Linked DNA regions of Mus musculus: region 2 is linked to region 1. A link is a contact called in public HiChIP or PLAC-seq data. All regions are on one chromosome and are shown on one strand. The core of a region is the stretch at or near the end of the contact, and the rest is flanking DNA. Distances in the headings are between cores, read along the strand shown.

Region 1 (3,588 bases), core at 315-2,814:
CAGAGAACAGCTGAGCCCACGTTCCTCTCCTGTCTCTTCTGCTGGCCACTTTGATGGGGATTGGACAGGGAGATGATTGTGAGCAGTGTCTAGCACACTTTCTAGATAAAGAGGCAGAGAACTCTATAGCAATGGGCTCTGGGGGAGAGAGACCTGGTTTGTGACATTGCCAATATCTATGGTACAGTACTGCTGACATAGCTGATGTCAAGCTCCCCAGAGCTATGGATCACACTTGGCAAATAATGCTCCGAAGGAAGCCCTCATACAGGCTGCCAACTGTTAAGTCTTGTCAAATCCTGGGGCAAATGGCTGAGGTGTCTAGTTACCATGTCAAACTGGACCTGGCCGTCAGGTTCTCTCAGCATTCCTCAGTCCCTGTTTCTTAGGAGGAATGGCTAGCCTAACCCATCTCCTACCCTAAGCCTCCAGTCCAGGGGCTTCCTTCCTCCAGCTGCCAATCATTTTGATTACCTGGTCCCCCCATTTGTTCTTTACTCTCATGGGTCTCCTGGCTGCTGCCCCTGGGTTCCCTTCTCCCTCTCCCTTCCCCTCCTCTTCTCCTTACGTGGCCCAGCTTAGTCTGGTCATGTCCACCCTAGACTCTCCCAGATGTCCCTGCCTCTGGCTATATGCTCCCTTTTATCTACAATAGATTTTCTCCTTCAGCATACCTGGGGCCAGTCATTTTATTTCTTTTTTTCATTTACCCACCAGACACAGTGGGTAAAAGTGTAGCATAACTCTAAACAGAAGTTAGCACTAAAATAACCAGGCACTGATAAGTTTGGGGGTTGTATTTTAAACTCGTTTTAAAATATAACTCATCCCATGGTAAGTTCTTGCATTTGGGTTTTTAAAAATAGTATCTGTGTTAAAGAACTGTCTTCCAGGGTTCCCACAGATGTAACTAGCAACTGTGTGTCACACTGAGTGAGACACAGAGAAGCCGCTATCTAACCAAGGTCCACTGATGTATTCTGGTGGCAAATCTTCCCCAGAAAGACCAACCTCTCCAGATTCTATCTCTCTCTGTCTGTGTATTGTTCAACAATAGATCACTGAGACAGGCTAGTCCATTGAGACCAGAGTCAGAATATCTGAAGGATATCTGAATGACTGGAGCAGTGGGAATCAGATGAGAACAGGAACCATAAATATATCCCGGCTTCGAGTCTCGGCCCCACTATTCAATGATGGAGTCCTCCTGATCAAGTTGGTTCAGTCGTGTTTTTGTTTGTTTGTTTGCTTTGTTTTTAACACTCTCAGACATCTAAATTAGATCATATGAACACTTAATGTCTTCTGTAGTTCTACCTTGGCTCCTTCTCATTTATATCCATCAATGGCACACACGTTTGCTTAGTAATGCTTACATGTGTATTTGTCATAGATGCTAAGCAGAACCAGATACAAATACTATAAGGATAACTGGACTCACCATCCTCACTTTTATCCCAAGCCTTCTAAGTTACCAAGGAAAACCCCACGTTGAGCCTCTGAAGTTCTGTGGCTGTAGGTCGGGATACATCCCAATAGAATTTTCGAGAAAAAAGAACAAACAGAACCTTATTCCTAGGAAACGCCAGAGGTCATAACCAGGTAGCTATGAGGAATAAGGAACAAGCCCCCTGCTTTTTGTTGTGGCTATCAGTTGCTTTGTTTTGTTTGAAGGAAAATCAAAATATCAGAAAAACTACTCTTTTGTATTTACAAGATTAATTGTTGTTGGAAACTTAGAATTTTATATGAAGTATAAAGCAAGGAGGAAATAACTATATCCGCTCCAGGGGTTTACTCTTGTTTACCCAAAGCTTTGTCATCTTTTCCACGTGCTTCCCTCAATCACTTTATTGAGTGGTAACTTATTAATCTGGCGTGCTGCTGCAGATGGGGTGTGTTGTGTTCTTATCCTAAAGGCCATGGAGTTGAAGAGCTTGGTTTAACATAATGTATGACACATGGGCTCCAATGGTAACTTAGTGGTGGTTTATTTAGTGGTGGTCGTTATCTGACACATACTGGTGAACAGCCTTGATGATTTACTACTTTGGCTGGAGCACAGCTCATGTTTGTGTTCCTGAACACCAAGAGGACTCTCTTCCTCAAACCTGTTGTTATGATGGTTTAGACTGGAGCTTTCTATGTGCCCTTCGTATTCATTCAAGTAGGAATGTGTGGTCAGTAGACATTTTTTTCCTTTGCTTCTCTCTCTCTCTCTCTCCCCCTCTTCTTACATCTGTGAGTCACAACTTCTCTGTAGTATAGGTTTATTCATTCAGAGAGAACTCAATGTTTAATAGATGAGAGATTTAGTCCAATTTCGGATCAGCAAAAGCAACACAGGTCTCTTTTTCCTTTTTCTTTTTTTTTAAGTCACACTCCTCCATTCATGCTAATGGCTTTCATTCCCCTTAGGAGAGATGACAGCTGAGCAGTTGTGGAATTCTGTTAAATGAGAACTGTGAAATGAAGTATACTGTTGCCTTAATTCATTGACGTGGAGCACCGTGACTTTAGTAGTTACTTGATTAAATGTTAATGAACTCTGCTAAATTGACCTAATTCTTACTTTTGTGTACTAAATTTATGTCAATTAAAGCAAGCTTGCTTCCACCATTTTTTTTAAAAACATTGTTGAGTGAAGCTCTGCTCTCTGAGGCAGTGTTGTGACTATAGTGGTTGCTTAAATATTAATGGTGCCATTAAGGGGGCTGGAGGTTTGCTGCTGGAAGACAGGGAAACTAGACAGCAGGGTGGTTTCTTGTGTCTACTCAGGGGACCCTCTTCCTGGAAGAGTATTTTCTATTATTATTTTTTTAACACTATGCTTTTTTTATTTTCTGAATCAGTAGAATTGTTGATTTCAGCCATTCTTTGAAGATAGCTATGCTATTAAAGCCTTGGTGTAACAAATTCACATAATTAAAAACAATATCTTAACAATGCCATAGTGGCCATTACCCTTGGGCCTCTTGAGAACTTAATTTCAATTTCTAAAATCATTTGCTTCTTTATTATAGTCAATAACAGGCAAAATCATTTTTAGCTGTGTACTGTATTTGAGTGGGTTTATTTACATTAAGCATGAGAATTCTATTAAGTTAATCCTGAGAGATATGACAAGGGTCATATATTCAATCAAATTATGATTATAAACCCTTACCTCAATGGGAAAATGTTGCTGAGAACCCTTTTAAATTTTCCACAACCAGTATTTTGTATTATGCTAAGTTGGATTGTGTTAAACATGTGGTAAATAGATTTGTACACATTTTGCATTTTTAAAATGTTCTAATGGTTTGACATTTTGAAGCACAGAAAATCAAAAGCAGGCATTGTGTTTGCATAATTGTATATTTCCCTTTATAATCAGAAACCTGAGTGAATGGGGTATTTATTCACTGAACAATATTTTGTTTAACATTTAGCTGCCAGGGTTGTAATTCACTGTCAGCGTACTTGCATTGCTTGTGCAAGGGCTCTGGGTTCCATTCCCAGCTCTAAAATAAAGCCACTCCAACCAGAAGTTAAAACTAAGCGTAGCCATCATGCTTAGGTAGCAATGGTGTGGAGCCAGGGACTGGC
Region 2 (3,588 bases), core at 611-3,110, 140 kb before region 1:
AATGCTAAAGAGAATTTATTGCTCTTTGGACTGAAAAAAGTCAAGAGGTAGATAGGCCTCATCTTAGGAATGGCTTGACACATGATCCAAATGAAAACCAATACTTGTGTGGCATCCACCCAACATTACATCCCGTTGTCTCCATGTCCCATGATCCACCACCTTACCATTCCATGAATAGGTGAATAATGAGTCCCATCTTCCAGGTGAGAAACCTGGAGCCCTGAGGCACACTTGTCCAAGAAGGATCCTTTAAAACATGGCAGAAGAATCCAACCCAAATCCAAACCAAGCTCACTTCTCCAGAAGTTCCTCCCTGCCTCAAACGTTTCTCTTTTATTGTCATAGATCCAACCCACACATCTCAGAGCAGAACACAGAGGGTACTCCAGCAGGAATGCTCTAGCAGGAGTGCTCCAGCAGGAGCCAATGATCTCAAAGTTCAGAAGAATAGGGCAACCTGTCCTAATGGAAGGAGACACTTATCAGAGCCTGAGACCTGGTACTCAGTGATGTGAGCATCAAGTGGACACTGCACCTTGAGGTTAAGTTGTGCAGCACTTACGGGGCCTCCTCTGAAGTTATCTGATAGAAGCCTAATCATCAGATAATCGCAGTGGCTAGAAATGCATCCCATATCCTGGGCACTTGAACATTTAGCCCCTAGTTAGTGGCATTGCTAGGGAGTACAGACCTGCTGAGGGACATATACCACATGGGTGGTCTGTGATGTAGGCCTGCCTCCAACCTTGCTCTCTCGACCATCATGGACTCTACCACACTGGGACTGCAAGCTGACATGAGCTTTCTCTTCTGTAAGTTGCCTTGGTCATGGTGCTTTATCACAGCCAGGGGAAGTAGCTCATACTGCCATGTAAGTGTCCTAAAAGCCCGGTGGTGGTTTTCACTTCTGTGTTCTGAATGTGAATAAGGAAGCAGGTATAAATAGATGACGTAATCAGAACAGTTAGCTTCAGCTACTATCATGTGTCCTTAGGCACACTAGTGTATGCATTGCTATCTCTCATGCCTTGTAGAATTGCAGAATCTCCACTTTGGAAGGCATTTGCGAACTCTGCTAGCTCTAGGTCCCCTGTGAGCGGAGGCTGTCCCAGGAGGCTGTCTAATGATTGATTCCTCTACCTCCTCTGCTCCTCATGGGTCCTGCTGGTAGGAAGCTGGACAGAGAACAAGTACATGGGTGCTGCAAGAGGGCGACGCTTCCCCTTTATCTCCCTCCTGCCTGCTACATGTTGTATACCTCATCTCTGGGGCCTCCACATATTTATGGTTCCCTAAGAAGAGGAACCATAACGCACATCAGGGTGTTCTCCAGGGGGAAGATACTGCAATACACTTATAAAGAGCGTCTAATGTACTTCCTGGCTGGGCAGGAAACAGACTCATCAACTTTCACCTGGACACCAGGAAATAGACTGTGACAGATTGATGGTACCTTTATAAGCTGGATAATTGCCATTAGAAGATCCATAAGCAAAGGATCAAACACTGACCCTTTATAATCATCATTATAGTGCAAGAAGTCTCTGACCTCCGCCCTGTGCAAACTCAAAGTCCTCTCACTGAGACTGAGAGGTGATTGAGTCCCGATGAGGCTCACTGCGTCATACTTAGAAAATGGAGAGCTGAGATGCTGGGAAGATGAGCGATCCTCTTGGGTGACATCAACAGTCTCATACACAGCAGGATCCAGCTTCCCGACAAGACACACAGGGATGGGTACTGAGCCTCCGTTCAGATTAAAACACTCACAGAGAGAGCACAGAGACATATAGGTGAGAAAGGAGTTCTGCTCGTCTCTGCGAGTGGTGTGAGTCAGCAGCGCACTGTGGTTGCCAAAAAGTGGATGTGGTCTCAGCCAACATTAATGGGATGCAATATTTAGACAGTGGCTCATGCTGGGTTTGTACTTCATGTGAAACAGACCACACCAGAGGTTCACCCTCAGTTCCTGACCTCGCTCTAAGAGACACACGGGAAAACTGAAGTGTGGTAGGGAAGAAAGGACTAGAAAGTCCCGTGAGGGCCTGGAGATACTTAGTTTGGAGGATAGATGGCTTCTGTGGAACAAGAGGCCATAGATATTGACATGAGAAATTGTCCTGCAAAGGATGCTCTGCTTGCTCTATGAATCACCTATGGCTGGACCTAGCTCAACAGCAGGCATGATGGGTGAGCAGATTTTCATGAAAGAAAAGACCATCCAAAGAAATGGACTGTGGATGGGAGAAAAGTGTGCAGGGAGCTATTCAAACAGAGCCCAGCAGGCTCTAGAGAGACAAGCAGAGACCAGATGAGTTGGATCCGATCAGTAGTCTGAAAATTGTATTCCTCTGGGGTGCCTTGAGGAGAAGGGATGAGGAGTATCTAGCTGCAGCTCGAAAATGGGAGTAAATGTTGGTCAACTAGGAGGAGGACACCATAGAGCACACTTGGGTGCTAATCCTGGGGAAGATGATGCAGACAGTTGTAAAGGGGAGCTACTGTGCTTTCTGGCCAAGAGGTGGAGAGTCAGACTCGCCCACCTTGTATCTCTCTGCTTCCTACTGCAAGCAGAGCAGTTCCCCAATCTGCCCCCACAAAGAACTCCCACAAAGGAAAGGTTGTATGCAGCCACTGGACTGGAGAGTTCCCATTGGACTCTGCCGTTCCAGGATTTAGTGATGGTGAGATGGCTTCTGGGGTGAGGTAGGTTATCTTGCAGCCAGAATCCCAGGGGAGATCTACGCTGTGCTTGTTCATTTTCTGTTGTCACATATAAATTAATGCAAATGTGAGAGCTTAAATCAGCATCCACTTTCTAATTCACACTGTCTGTAGACCAAAAGTACAGGTAGGGTGGAGCTGGGTACCTAGCCTGATCCCGAAGGCTGACATCAAGTTGTACCTGCATTGTGGTTCTCGGTGGAGCTAAGAAGCCTCTTCCGAAGGTCACCTAGCCAGGTGTTGGCAGAATTCATCTCCCATGCCTGATGACCAAGGTCTCATTTCCTTCTAGCTATTGACCAGGATCCACTGTTAGCTCCAAAGGCCACTCTCAAGTCCTTGCCACATGTCCTTTCTCACAGATGATCACAATATGGTTTTTGTTTGTTTGTTTGTTTGTTTGTTATTGTTCAAAAGAAGAGACACATAAAAATCTTCCACTTTACATCTCTGTTTTAGGGGAGGCCTACATCCCCTTTTAAGGACACACACATGATTTGGTTAGGCCCCACCAAGCCAGTTTCCCTTTGACTGGAAAATCAATGGATACTTATGATCGTTAAAGGAAAAAGGAAATCTTTTTCTCCGATGTAACATGTAATGTAGCCAGGAGAGTGAATACCAATCCAACTTACAGCCCTTGCCACACTGAGAGGGGGTTCTCTTAAGGTGTGTATGCCAGGGGCTGAAGTAATAAGAATATCATAGATTTCCACTTATATCTCCCTTTTCCACTCAAGGCTTTTACCCTCAGGTGAGCCATTCTGAAACTCTATCACCTTGTCTATACATTAAGGATGATGACTCCCCAAGGGATGGCTATAGATTTATATGAAATTGTACACAAAGCACTTGCAACTG

What was found. HiChIP or PLAC-seq counts read pairs in DNA pulled down with a chosen protein or histone mark.
Region 2: a FOXA1 HiChIP or PLAC-seq map of pancreatic cancer cells shows a contact between it and region 1. The contact joins the enhancer-like site here to the promoter of Cpvl in region 1. A contact is called at or near these places in 2 of 39 promoter capture datasets (the 3T3-L1 cell line and macrophages), 2 of 484 Hi-C or Micro-C datasets (cerebellar granule neurons and cerebellum), 3 of 115 datasets of contacts at active chromatin or transcription factors (the HPC-7 cell line, embryonic stem cells and pancreatic cancer cells) and 2 of 9 other capture datasets (adipose tissue and macrophages).

Annotation. Positions count from the first base shown.
Region 1 is chr6:53,976,649-53,980,236 of GRCm38.p6, reverse strand. It overlaps Cpvl (carboxypeptidase, vitellogenic-like), which reads left to right and starts at 1,564. Exons shown (of 13, transcript NM_001289713.1): 1 at 1,564-1,602. It overlaps 4921529L05Rik (RIKEN cDNA 4921529L05 gene), which reads right to left and starts at 1,546. Exons shown (of 4, transcript NR_110484.2): 1 at 1,442-1,546.
Region 2 is chr6:54,114,768-54,118,355 of GRCm38.p6, reverse strand. All of the region lies in intron 1 of Chn2 (chimerin 2), which reads right to left. Among named protein-coding and RNA genes, the nearest start is that of 9530036M11Rik, 36 kb to the left of the region's middle. Within about 2 kb of position 1,860, at least 94 of the 459 cell types and tissues checked have an H3K27ac peak or open chromatin away from gene starts, as enhancers often do. A contact at or near this core is called in the HPC-7 cell line, adipose tissue and pancreatic cancer cells, where this site is marked.